Linked DNA regions of Anser cygnoides: region 1 is linked to region 2. The links are chromatin contacts, called in public Hi-C maps. All regions are on one chromosome and are shown on one strand. Each heading gives the region's core, a stretch centred on a gene start, on an enhancer-like site or on the middle of the called end of the contact. The rest is flanking DNA. Distances are from core to core; before and after follow the strand shown.

The links. Hi-C and Micro-C count contacts between places; a contact is called where the count stands out from the background.
Region 1: a contact with region 2 is called in a Hi-C map of liver, with 3 times the contacts expected there. The contact joins the enhancer-like site here to the promoter of BORCS5 in region 2. A contact is called at or near these places in 2 of 7 Hi-C or Micro-C datasets (both in liver).

Annotation. Positions count from the first base shown.
Region 1 is chr1:72,342,981-72,350,186 of Taihu_goose_T2T_genome, forward strand. LRP6 (LDL receptor related protein 6) reads left to right here. Exons shown (of 23, transcript XM_013172840.3): 8 at 6,392-6,608. Among named protein-coding and RNA genes, the nearest start is that of BCL2L14, 78 kb to the right of the region's middle. Within about 2 kb of position 4,596, at least 2 of the 3 cell types and tissues checked have open chromatin away from gene starts, as enhancers often do. A contact at or near this core is called in liver, where this site is marked.
Region 2 is chr1:72,254,508-72,261,162 of Taihu_goose_T2T_genome, forward strand. BORCS5 (BLOC-1 related complex subunit 5) reads right to left here and starts at 5,244. Exons shown (of 5, transcript XM_013172846.3): 1 at 4,896-5,244; 2 at 1,673-1,782. The coding sequence starts at 5,188. LRP6 (LDL receptor related protein 6) reads left to right here and starts at 5,356. Exons shown (of 23, transcript XM_013172840.3): 1 at 5,356-5,694. The coding sequence starts at 5,640.

The sequences.
Region 1 (7,206 bases), core at 3,346-5,845, 88 kb after region 2:
CCCTCAGACAGTTGCTGCTCCACCTTATGTATTTATAACAAAAAATAATTTCCATAGCCAAGCATCTTCATTTACCTATGAAAATCTCTTCTCATCCTGTTCATTTCAGCTCGTTTTTTGTCTTAGCCTGTTCTTCATAAATGCAGGATTTTTTTTTTTTTGTATTGCATGAGATTTCCTACGAGGTGTCATAGTTGATTGTCACAGTGGTAATAAATGTAAACTCTTTTCTTTGTCTGCTTATCACTTCACCTGACTTGAGACATTATTATTGAAAACTGAACTTTTTTTTTTTCCCTAAAATTAGATTCCACTATCGAGAAAATAATTCTGTTGTTGGTGTTGATTGATCAGGGAGCTAGGAAAGTTGTCCTATTATGAAAGAAATGAGCTTATACAGTGTCTGTAGTATGATAGAAAGGTCTATTTATGAAATTAATCTCTTCTGTTTCTGCATATTTATCTTCACTACAGTCCTATTAGGAATATTATCCATTCTCAGGAAAAATAATATTTTGAATTCTTTAGAAAAATAATTAGAGCTCAAAATTAAATAGAGGGTTTTGGGAACTGTTAAATTAAAAATTGGTAATGGCTATTATAGAACAATTTATAATAAGAAATTGTAGAGTTGGCCGGAGGCACTTGGTTTCTGAAGCAAATATAAAGGGTTCCAGGTATCCTTTCTGTTCATTTCTTAGAATTTTACTTCAGTGAAGAGACATCTTTCCATTTTTTATCTGCAATGCTCCTTGTCTTTTTAGAATAGACGGAAAATGCTGTTGCCAGTAAGTTAATGACATTGACAGAATGATTTCCTTAAAATAAGTTTGAAGTTTTGACTGCTCAGCCAAAGAGGGTATAGTTGATCATGTCTTTTTTTTTTTTAAGATGGGAAGACTAATAAAATTAGAAATTTAGATAAGATGTCTCATTTTTCCTCTTTTTGAGGTGTTTTATAGCAGGTCCATGTTTTAATTGTGTGATATTACTGCAGCCACAACAGTAAAATCATTCTGGTCTGGTCTGTTCATGTTGCTTAAAAAAGCAAGATGGAAATACATAGTTCACTAAATCAGACTGAAAAAATGTTAATGTGATGTTCAGAAGGCATTCTAGCTATCTTTCAAAGTTGTTTTTGAGAGATGCTGTCCCAGTTTTCTTTTTTCCTTAATCAAATAGATTTAATGAGTTAGTGTTGTTTTTCACTTCTCTGATATAGTAAGATTCATGTACATTTAGGTGGAAGATGAATAGTCATATCCTTGATTAGCAGTGTCATGAACTGAGTCAATGAGTTGCATCAAAGAAACAGTACATGTAAGTATTTATCAGTGAATAATCAAGGCTGAAATAACTAAGCTTAAACCTTGAATATTCCTTAACTATTTTAAGTATAATTCAGGCCTTGTTCAAGATCTTCTTCTGTGTTATTTTGAAATATCATATATATATATATGTATTGAATTTGGTATCTCATAGCTGTCTTAGAGTAACACTTTGCAAACATCTTATGCAGAATAGTAGTGTTAATGATCAACTCACTAAAAACTGACTTTTTCACCTCATTGCTTTTCAATTATTTATGTTCCTAGAATGCATTAACAAGACCCATGCTGAAATTGTGAAGGTGGTAATGCTTTCTGATCTGTTTCTGCTCTTCCAAACTATTGCAGGAAACACAACTTTCCATTAAAGTGACTTGAGATTTTAAGGTCTACTCAGGAAGAGTCGTCCATCTTTCCCCCCCTCCCCTTTATGCCCCCCCCCCCCCCCCCCCCGATATTTCCTTCACATAAGGAAATGGTTTCTTTTTTTTTTTTAATGCTGTAAGGTTAACTCTATATTCTTGTAGGTGATCTTTCATTTTTTGAAGATACAGTGGTACCAGTTATTGTTTGTAAATTGTTTTTTGATTATTGGCTTCTTCTATTCAAAACATCCTGAGAGAGCACATAGTATGCACGGTATTTAAATGCTTCCTGATTATTTATAAGTACACCCAAAATTAAACTGTACTCATGAATTAAGGTGAAAGACAACAGTTTGCACACTCTCACCCTGCTTATGGAACTGGGTTAATTATGAGTAAATCCTATCAGCTTTGTCTAATAGTCTCCCAGATTTGTATCGGAAAGTGTGCTCTTTCTAGAGCCTGCATGCTGTCTTCTTCTTCTGGAGCTGTCGATACTGAAGCTGTCTAGCACCTTGTAGGCTTGGGCTGTTGTGCTTGATGTTGATCTAAGTATGGCCTAATAGGAACAAGACAGTTTCTGTTTTTAGCATCCCCTCAGTACTGTGGATATGAGGTGGTGTGCCTCTGCCTAGCCTCCCCTACAACTGGCCTTGGTCTGCTAGCCCTGAGCACAGGCTGCTGGTCTTGTTTGGAGCCCTGTGCAGCTTTGCCAGGGCTCCCGCATTAGCTCTAACCAGAGCTGAATATTATTTTCACAGATGAGGCAGGTGTAATGATTGAGATCTAGACTTAAACTAATCAAGTAACATATGTAAATTACCAAACGTTCAAACCCCAGATTATTAGAAAGGCAAATTCACTGCATTAGCCTATTTATCACAGTTACTACTAGCATTCAAGAGTGAATTGAATCCAGGGTATCTGGCAGCAAGAAAGACCCTTAGAAAATACCGCTTTGCAATCCAGTCTGTAGCTTTAATATAGAAACAATGCTTCAAAGATTTTTTATCGTTAGTATTGACTGTTAAATACAGCATCTTAAAATATGACCACGTTTTCAGCACCAATTCATCTATCTGAATATGTTGCATTCTTGAGGCCATAGGTTTGTATTCATTATTGTTCTAGGATAAACAAAACTCTTATCCTACAAGCAGGCTGTTTGACATTTTTCTGAGGCTGTTTAATTTTTGTACTTCGTTTAACTTTTTTTGTGGAGCTTCTCACTCTTTCAGTAAAGGTAGTGTTTGTGGTTATGCCACATCTGTTTCCTGTTGTAGTCTATATTCTCACTGTGGTTTGCAGTATTCAGAATGTGAAACCCACACCACATTGTGGTTACAGCAGCATAAACCACTGGAGGCACTGCCTCACAGTAGAAGGTGGGTTTCTCACAGGGGGATTCAGTGGTGCTATGCTTCACTGTAGTCAACTGATCCATCTGGGCCAGAGAAAGGGAATGAATACATAAAGCAGTATCAGCTGGGACTTGGTTGTCACCTGATTTTCAGTCCATAGGAAGATTGTGCTGAACTTCTTTGGAATGCATTGATTACTGATTGTGTCTTTTTATTTGTGTCATTTATTATATATGTTTGTTTTATGTGTCATCCCTATATCCCTTGTCACTTTCCGTCTGCCTTACACCAGGCTGTTTGGTTCTGTATCCTATTGATGAGATTCTATTCAGTTCTCCTAAAATACAGTCAAAGTGAGTGTAGACAGCGTGGTGCCATGAAAAAATTACTATGGTGATACCCAGCTGCTAGTGAACAGATGTTTATATCAAATAATATCACACAGATGTGTGATATCAGGTAAGATTGCAGTGACAGAAGGGCAGCAGGTATGTGTAAGTATTTTCACATAAGCATCTGTTTGGTCTAGCTGGCATAAAGTTGGCTTTCAAAATAACCTGTATGTGGCAAAACAAAAATTTAATATAAGCAGATAGTTAATATTTAAGTCCTCTCGCCTCTTTTCCTGACTTTCAGAATAAGATGAAGCTTATTTAAAGTTTACCAGAGAAAGTTCACCTCACACTACATGCCTTCCAGCTAATTCTTTTAACTGGTAGTTAAACACCCCCTAAATACAGAAGTTTATTCTTTTTATAAGTACAAGGTAAAAAGTGTAGTAGCTGAAGATAGTGCTTTGTGGTAGTGATATTTCGCTGGTTATTACTGTGTTTTCAGTCAGCTTTGCAACATCCATCAGTTCCACATAGCTGTTTGGTTTGCTTAGCAAGCACTAATTGCCATATATTAATTAGTTGCAAGCAAGTGGCTTGTCTCAGTAGTTTAAGGGGGAGGGGGAAACAAGTCATCCCAGAAATTTAAGAGGTGTGTTGCGGTTAGAAAGGGGTGGTAGGTAAAGGGGATCAACAGTTTTGCTTGGTGGTAGTGATGGTTTCTTAAAGAGATAGTGGGGTTATGCACCATAACTTATGGGTTACCTTATGGATGTTAAATCTGGGTCCCTGGTTCTAAAGTTAACCATTACTCTGTTGTTTAGCAACCTCATTTATCCAAACAGAACACAGGAGGCATGCTGCTAGGAAATGAGAGAGAGCCAGCAGATGCTGAAAATTTCTGAAGTAGAATAAATGGAAGAGCAGAGCTTGTTTTCAAAGGAAGTCCAGAAATTAGGCAATTATGCTGGGCTCTGAGCCCAGCTAAACAATCTGTGATAGGAAAAGCTGTGTTTGGAATTGGTTATCAGTGTAAAGGACAAGTTGCAGCTTTAGGATGGTAAACGCACCCTAGTACAAAGTGAAGCTGCCAAGTGCTGTGCTTGACTCTCAAAAGGATCTTAGTGAGAACACAGGAAAAAAAAGTTTCGCCAAGTAATGCTTGTCTTATTTTTTGTGAAGCATGTGCATTAGTGCATGTGTAGAAGTTTGCTGCATATACTACTAGACCGAAGATTTTTTGGTAAGCCAATTCCACAACGTAATTATAAGCTTTTTTAAAACAGTCAACATGGAGCTTATTCCTACAAACCAACAAGCATGCAGAGCCTCTTTCATATTTCTGTAGGAATTGTGCTTATAAAGATTTGGTTCCCATTCTAACATACAGAGAGTAAATGTAATAGCGTCTACAAGTTTGACAGAACACAGATTTAAGGCAGAATTTAATTATTCTGAAGTTTATAACATTTTCTTCCACTTTTTAAGTAAACTTTAAAATAGTTTATTTTAATAATCTGCACATTATGCCATGTGCAGAGAAAGGTATGGGTTCCACTTCTGTTTCTCTATTCCTTTCCTCACTCCCCATCTGTTCTCTGATAGGCAAAGGTAGGGGGGTGCTCTCCAAGCTAGCCTTCTAATTTCTTATATGCTAGTAAATTCTCCTGGCCGCAAAACATCATCCATCTAGCCAAGTTATTAAGCCAATTGATCCTGAAGGTTGTTATTGTACAAGTCTTTGTATTTGAGCCTTGGGAAGAATGAGTAATCATACAGACTTGTCTATGACTACCCAATTCCACCAAGGTAAGGGTAAGAGAGAGATCTGAAAACAGCAGTTTAGTAAGTCATCCTTTTTCAGTCCTTAACTTGGAACATCCTCGGGATGTTGGAAGAGTGTGTTAATGTTTCAGGGATTAGTATGCTACTTTGAATATTTGGTTTGAATTTTGTGAATCACATTGCCTTGGGAAGTTCTTACAATAAGGGGTTCTTTTTCTTTTTTCTTTTTCCTTTTTTTTTTTTTTTGAAGGGTAGTATACATGCATGCATGCTAAAATGTTTCCTATAAAATTAAAACAAGTAGAAATACTTCAGAAGGAACTTTTCTATATATCCTCCTTAGTAATCCTATAAAACTGCAGTGCTGAAGCATTTTTAAGCTTCTCAAAATATAACTCTTCACTTCAATATGGCACTTTTTATAATAATACTTGGCATTCATAAGGTACTTGATCACTTGAACATGCATACCTATGTTTAATTAATCCTTTCGGTGCCTCTTTGAGGAAGTTAGGTATTACTTCTTTCTAGCAATACAGGAAAATGACACAGTGAATTCAAGTGTCTTGATCAAAGGCATGCAATTATTTACAGAGTATTAGTGTTCCTTCTAGTACAAAAAGCACTGAACTTAATTGTGAAGAATGTAAAACTGGTTCTTTGTTTAGATTTGGGAGTATGATTCTATAGATCTTCCTGTTTGCCTCCCAGAATTTGTGAGGCCTCCTCTTATTGCTATCTGTAACCTGGACAAAGCTCATTTGGGAGGGACTGTGGACTACAAGATACTGAGCTAGGACTCCCTAACATTGTAAGCTTGTCTTCATTCGTGTAAAACACAGCATCTCCCATTTAAAACTGAGCCAAGAGAGGTAAGTCAGAAATGAAAGAGAGAGACAATGTGTAACAGGCACACATAATATAGTTCATAAAGCAAATATAAGGAGTGTTGTGTTATTATTTCACATTATGATCTGCTTATGAGAATAGCCTTAGTATGTAAGGCTATGCATAAGGGATCCTCCATGGCTTTTAAAACAACTACCTGTTAAACTAGTCTTGTTTTATTAGATTGCTGTGTAACATTGATAGCACTTCAGTGGGTAGGAGATTATTTTGGAGTTTAAGGTCTAAATGAGGAGCAGGTAATTAATCACTGATAAATAGCAACAGAATTATTCTGTATACATGGAAATGTTTGTGTTTATGTGTATCCATAGGTCATGAATGCTGATGGAACTGGGAGAAGAGTTCTGGTGGAGGACAAGCTGCCTCATATCTTTGGATTCACATTGCTGGGAGACTATGTTTATTGGACAGACTGGCAAAGACGCAGTATTGAACGTGTGCATAAACGAACAGCAGAAAGAGAGATCATCATAGATCAACTGCCTGATCTAATGGGCCTCAAAGCTACAAATGTCCTCCAGATAATTGGTGAGTGAGAATGCAAATAAGGCTAGTATAATAAAATAAGATATTTCAGCAGTGCTCTTCTATGGGTATCACTTTATACCACGTCAGATTTTTAGAAATGGGCAGAATACAGTTTTTCACCTAATAACTGCAGTTCAATGGCATGGGGTAGGTATTTTGTGAGGTCCTTCAGTTCTCTAACTTGGCAGAATAACAAGGTGGAAAACAAGCAAGCACCCCAAAAATAGGTAATTTTCTGCTGCTTAGGTAATTGGAGTATCTCATAGGTTTGAGACAACCCTGGATCCAATAAGAAGTGAAGAAGGATCAAGGAAAATGAGGACTTCTCTTTTTAACAGCCAGCTATTAGATTAGCCTAGCTGTTTATGAAACTGCAGCTGTAGCAGATTTTCATCCTGCGATCTGAACATCAGTTTGCAAAATCTAAGAATGAGCCTGTTAGACTGCTAAGTGCTTTTCATATGAATACTGCAAAATCATCTTTAAAAATAACTAGAAGTACTTTTGTCCTGTGGTGTCTATGGAATAAACGTGCAGGATCTAGCTTTAAATTGGCTTCCAAAACACTGGTAGCAGCAGAGCTGTGGCATCACCAAAC
Region 2 (6,655 bases), core at 3,994-6,493:
GATCTTGAAGGTCTTTTCCAACCTTAATTTTTCTGTGATTCTATGATTCTATGCATAGAAGAGTGGTGTCCTGCTCTAGGGCATTCACAAATGCCTGATTCTGAAATAACCTAAGGACTTATACATGACCTGCATGCTACTTTTCCAAGCCCTGAAATATGATCACCACAGTAAAACATAAAACTTACAGTAGAGATAACAGTTCTGAATTGTCAAAGGCAACAATATTTCTCTGAGAAATCCTGGGAAATGTTAATTTAATGAAAAATGTGTTAAGCATGTGACTCCACCCTTATTTTTAATTATTACCTAATTAAAAGGGTAAAAAAAAAAAAAAAGATTTTGGTTTTCCTTGAAATAGCAAACTGCTACAACATCTCTCATTTTTGTGATCTTACCTTCCAAATCACTTAAACGGAGGTTGACAATAACATCGTAGATATTAAACGTTAACCATTAGAGGGCACTCTTTTCTACTCTGAGGAAGCGTGCGTGTAACTGTCTAGCCTATCTTGAGGACTTGTCTAACAGCTAATAAAAACAAAACCTCTGAAGTGGTATCACGGTTGATGATACATAGTCATTTTCTTGAGGTGCTTAGTGTCTTGGCTGAATTGCAGAGTAGTTAAATATAAATATATAAAATAAAGATACAGATATATTATATACTTATATTCTCCCCAGAGTTCGAATTGGAGAGCAATGATTCTCTTTCCCTGTCATAAACTGCAGCTTTCCCATGCACTTCTCTAGTACTGCACTTTAGCCCAGAAGTGGTTACTTCAAATATTTCAATATATTGCAAATGAGCTCTTTCCTACACACCAATGGTGTGTCACAATGTGTATATTGCATAACGATTGAAGTGCTGCGTGAACGATTGTTAATTACTGTGACACAGTGACTTACCTTTCTTGACCATAGGCATAAATTCTAGTCATTAATCCCTGTGACTAAAATAGTGTGAACAAATGTACAATCCTTTACCAGTAACTAATTTTTAGACTTCAAAGGCTACAGTGCAAAGCATAATTGGTAAATATTGTGGATGTGTATTGCAAAATGCTGAGCTCCATGAAAGGGTTCTGAAAAGAAAGTATTCTTAAATTGCTGTTGCTTAAAATGCACGCACATTATGGTTAATAGAGCCCAGATGCTGACTGTTTTTGAAAATCTTAGCAAACTAAAATGAAATAGTGTTTTGGTGTCTGTCAGCCTGAAATGCAATCTCTTTTAAAAGGATGTTTTAGCTGTATCAACCTAGCATTACAGTACTTTACAAATTTTAGAACTATAACTTTCTCAAATGACATTATTTTTTATAATTTGGCTTTGAAATGTAGCCATGGCTAAATATTCATAAGGAAAGTATTGGACTTGCCCTGTGGTCTGGTGGGCAGTGCCAAATTAAAATCAGAATCCTACATGGTTCACACTGAACCTACAGCTGCTACAGCTGAAGGAGCATATCCTGAGGCTGTGCTGTTTTCAACTCCCTGGCAGATGTAACAGGAGAAAAGAGGTAGTAGGTGAACAGCCTGACCTTGGATGCACCATCAGCAGGAGTCCAAGCACTCCTCAAAAGTTGTAAAGAAAATGTCCAAGCCTTTGGAGTCATCTGTTTCATATTCCCCCTTGGGGTTATCACTGGCTTCCCACTGGACTAACTTACCTGTATGCTCAGCTGAACTCAAGCACCTTCTCCTCTGTGAAGTTTTTGTTGTAAGGATGTTTTCAGCACAAAGAAATGCAGTTCTCATCCTGGGCACCAGGCAACATATTCTGGAAGAGGAGATGGGAAAGAAAGAATGGGTGTTACACATAATGGGGAAAAAAATATGTAGTACTGAAGAGCAAGGAGAAGAAGAAATTCTAATTCTATGATTAAAAAAAAAAAAAAAAGAAAAAAAAAAGGAACTTGATTAGATGTTTGAGGGGAAAATTGCCACAGAAGTAGCAACAATGCTATTTTTTCTGTGTTTTGACACACTGTGGGGAGCCCTGCAGCCAGTAGCTGTGAAGATAAATGAGGTCTCCCAGCCTGGAGAAAATTTCTGGAATAGAGAAATGGCTACCAATCCAAAGAAATCTGCTCTCAAGCTGCCCAAGTCCTGTTGAAAAGATGCAGTTGATATGGTATGGGACCAAAGGTGAGGGAAAAGGTAGTTTGGCTTATAATTGAACTTTAAGAAGGGATAGATGATGATCAGGTATTCTATTCATCAAAAGAGTAACACTATGGTGAATCCATTGCTCTTGGAACAGGATAAACCTTGTCAGGCATATCTATCATATTTCTTAGAGCTGATCTTGTGTTGGGAAAGAGTTGGATGAAGTACTTTTGTTTATGAATATCAACTGTACGACCTAAGCGAAATGGCAAGGCGATGATCCTGGGAGTCAGGGTGTCTTATTATATCTGCAAAATGGTTTTAGCAGACAACACTGGCGAAGTCGTCACTACGTCATGTCCCATTTCCTAAACTACTTTGCTGCAGTCTTTCCTGCTGGGGGCAAGAGAGAACTTGAGCTAGAGTTTCAGTATGAATCTGTGCCCTTTTGAAGTCAGTGAGAGTTTTGCCATCGACTTCAGAGGGACCAGGATTTCACCACGCCATGCCCATTCATTCTTGTTGAGACATTCAGTGAGAGAGCTAATTATGATAGTGGTTTCTGTGATGTGGGCAGCCACAAATTCATTTGCTGAGCAGCCATCTTAGCAGCTTTTGCTCATTAGAGACTTTAGTCCCAGTCCTACAAAGGATCCCACTGACTTCCCTGGAACCCAGGGCACCGTTCAAAGATGCAGAGACCTCGGCTGTTGCTACTGGTTCCAGGAGCCCCAGCTGCTGCTCCTTGCTGTCCTCTGTGCCTGACAGAACTGCTTGTGAGGCCGCATTAGGAACCAAAACAGGGAAATAACCTGAGCATAAAGAAACCTATGTGAAAGCTTTGGTATCACTGAATCACCATCCAAGTCTGGGGGGAAGGCTGTGTAGACTTCTCAACAGTGGAAGCCTTTGATGGGATTCAAACCAGCAAACGAAGATTTCTGTTCATAAGGTCAATAAAAATGATCGTACCCAACAAGACGAGCTTCTCGCTCCAACAGAAGAAACATTCCCTCTCTACTCTCATTTACTTCATTCTGACTTTAAACTCATATAAGCAGCATAATCATTTCAGAGAAACCCCGCCTATCAGAGGCTTTTCTCTGTGTTTTCTCTTCTTGCCTCCTCTTTGTAAAAATTGCTATGACTGAGTTAAATCTATGTGTATGAACTAGAATCAAAGCCAAGAAGCAGTTAGAACAGAGGTTTGGTCTTGAATCCAAAGCATTGAATAGAAAATGGGTTTAAAAAAAGCTACCTAGGCTTGAGTAGAGAGATGAGGACTGTCTCTAGGAAGGGTGTGGAGAAAAGGGATAGGCAGAGGCAAGTGAAGCCACTAATCATTAAATGACTTAGAGGAAATCCTATCAGGAAAGGAAAAGGCTTGAATTATAGGAAAACGGTGAAATGCACCAGCATAAGGGGTGACAGCATATAATGTCTGAAAGCTAAAAATAAAACCAGCCAGCTTGGACTGCAGGGAAGATGTTAGAGCAAATAGGCAGGGGATCAGGCTCCCAAGGGAGACAGTCGAGACACCAGCGTGTTTCCAGCCAAAAAATGATAAGATGCTAGGGGAACAGCATGTAGAGAAATGTGTTGTGTGATTCAGAGGTTCAGGCTTGAGGTTTTCCTCAGCTGTGCATTACATTATTAAGATATGAAGAATTCACGATAGACTCACAATACTCCAGAAGAGGTTAATCACTGATCATACAAAATTATGAGCATGTACCATAAGGAAAAAAAAAATCCTCCTTTTATTTCTCTCTGATTCTAATCAGTGAAAATAAATTGAATGTTGTGCTCCTTCTGACTGTCCCTGCAAAGCTGGTTGTGATGACACGGGGAAGATGAGGTTTATCTACTTTCTGGTACATTTGCTCAGGGGAAGCCCTTGCCCTCCACCATCCACGTGGATCTTGCTTGAGCTTGCTTATCTCCCCGGCTGACATGGCAGTAAAAGGGGAGGCTATTTCATCCGGGAGAGGGTCAAGGACAACGTTTGGTAATGCAGACCTGCCCCTAGGCAGGTATTGCTTTTGAGTTGTTAAAAAAAAAAAAAAAAAAAAAGTAAACAACCTTGAAGGTTGGATATATATTTCTTTATGTAAAAAGTTTTGACTGCTTTTTTTTTTTTTTTTTTTTTTTTTTTTCCCCCTAGTAAAAGCTGAAAGTCTGATATTATCACATGACTGCAGGAGCCTGATGTTAGAGTCAGTCTACGATGCCTGGGCTTTTAATCTGGCCCAGATGTTATCTCCTACTGTAATCATAAGAAAAGCTACGAAAATACATGTTCAACAGATACGAAATTAAAAGTTAAACATTTCCATAAGTTTCTAATAACCTTGAGAACAATACAGACTTCTGGGGGCAAGGACTTCAAATTTTGCTTCAAGTCATTCTGCCTCACAGCATCACCCCAGCAAAGGGCTGCAACAGGCTGGGAGGGAGCCGTGCACATTCAGACTTGGGTTTTCCTTGCAGAAAGTGGGTTTTCCTTGGAGAAACCTCCCCGAAGCAGGTCTGGAAAACCGGAGGAAACTGTGTTTCCTTGGAAAACTCCTGAAGCAGGTTCAGGAAAACGGGTTAGGGGAGGAAAAAACGGGAGGAAATTCAAGGAAGCTGCGATTGTTTCCCGTGGCGCACAAGGCAGGAGAGGGACGCCTTTTTGCAAGCGGGGCTGTGTGGCCACGTCCCGCAGTTTGCGGTGCGCTCGCTGCTCGTTTCGCTAAGAAACGGGCGTGCGGGAGGGGGCAGCAGGAGAGGGACGGCCTTCACCTGGAGGAGGAGGAGGAGGAGCTGCCGCCTTTGTGCCGCCGCTCCGTGCCCGAAAGTAGTCCCGTCCCTGCCGGGCCGGCGTCTCTCCGAGCCGCGCTGCTCCCTAAAAACGGCGTGGAGGGAGAGAAAAGGCGGGGAGCCCCACGCGTGCGGTAGCCCCGCAGGAATTTGGGCCGACCCCCTCTGCCCCCCGCGGGCACGGAGGGCCCCGCCGCGGCCGTGTGCGTGCGCTGGGGGGGAGCGAGCGGGCAGTGGGCGGCGCTGGCATCCCTCCCTCTCTCCCTCCATCCCATCCGTCCGTCCGTCCCTCCCTCCTTCTGTCCCTCCTTCCGTCCGTCCCTCCTTCCAGCCGTCCCTCCCTCCGTGCCCGGGGAGGCGGGCGCTGCTCGGGGAGCGGGGCGCGGCGGCCGGGGGAGGAGGAAGAGGAGGAGGAGGAGGAGGAGGAGGAGGAGGAGGCTGTATCCCTGCGCCTGTGCGCGCCCGGAGGAGCCGCGGGGAGCGCTCGGGCTCGGGCTCGGGGGGTGGATGGCGAACGGCCGCGGCCAGGCGGCGGCCGGCATGGGGGAGAGCGGCGGCGCGGCGGGGCGAGCGGCCTGCTAGGGGGTGCCTCGCTGCCCCGGCCTTCCTCCTTCTCTTCTTCCTCCTCCTCCTCCTCCTCTCCCCGCCGGCCGGGAAGCATGAACGGGCAGCGGGGGTGCTGCTCCTCGCCGCCGCCCCGCCGGTGAGAGCGCGGAGCGAGGGAAGATGGGGGCCGTCCTGCGCAGCCTGCTTGCCTGCAGTTTTTGTTCCCTGATGAGAGGTGAGCGGGGAGGCGGGAGGAGGAGGAGGAGGAGGAGGCAGGGGAAAAGTTGACGGCTGTGCTGCGAGGGGCCATGTTTGCCCGTGCGGGAGGGGAGCGGCCTGGCGGGGCCCGCTGCGGGGGCAGTGCTCCGCACCCCTCCCGGCATTGTTGTCTCCTCTAACTTAAAATAAAATAAAAATAAATTAAAATAAAATAAACAAAAAACCGCAAATGTCACGCCAGCATCGCCGCGCCGGCCGCAGGAGAAATGATTTTCCTCCTGTCGCTGCCGGGACCCCGGAGAAGTTTGCTGGGTCGCGATCAACGCTCGCGGGGCTGCGCAGAGGCCCCCGAGTAGCTCCGGGGGGTGTCACTGGGGGCACCCCGGGAAATCGTTGTTCCACCCCCCCTCTCCAAGGCGGTTTCTTGGTCTGTGGGATTTCGTGGGGAGACAGCCGAGGCGCCCTTGGAGAACGCGCTGAACTCAGCGACAGGGTCCGTGCTGGCTCCTGCTGGGGAGAAGTCACCTGTGGTGGTTGCATCCATCCTCTTGCCCTTATGTTTTTCCCTAGATGAGGGAAGAGGTTAACTGCTAATAGTTAGTCAACTGCACTTTAATGTCGAAAATTAGTCTGTCATCGACATCCGTGAGTTTCGATAAAAGCCAGAGTAAAGGTGGCTTAGGCTGAAGGAACTGCTCAGTAGCCAGTTGCTCGGCACTCTGGAAAACAAAAATTTTCCACTCCTCCATACCCCCCCCCCCTTTTTTTTTTCTTCTATGCATCTGTTTGCCATATTGTATCCTGTTTGTGAAGATACAAGTATACTTATTTAAATGGACTGCGTCACATTTTGTATTCCTATTGTGGCAGCGAAACCTCAATTTTCAAAAGTAAAGTTGGATACAGAGCATGGAGAGGAATTGTTTCCTGATTAGTTCATTTTATTATGTCACGATCATACCTGGTCCTAATAAACC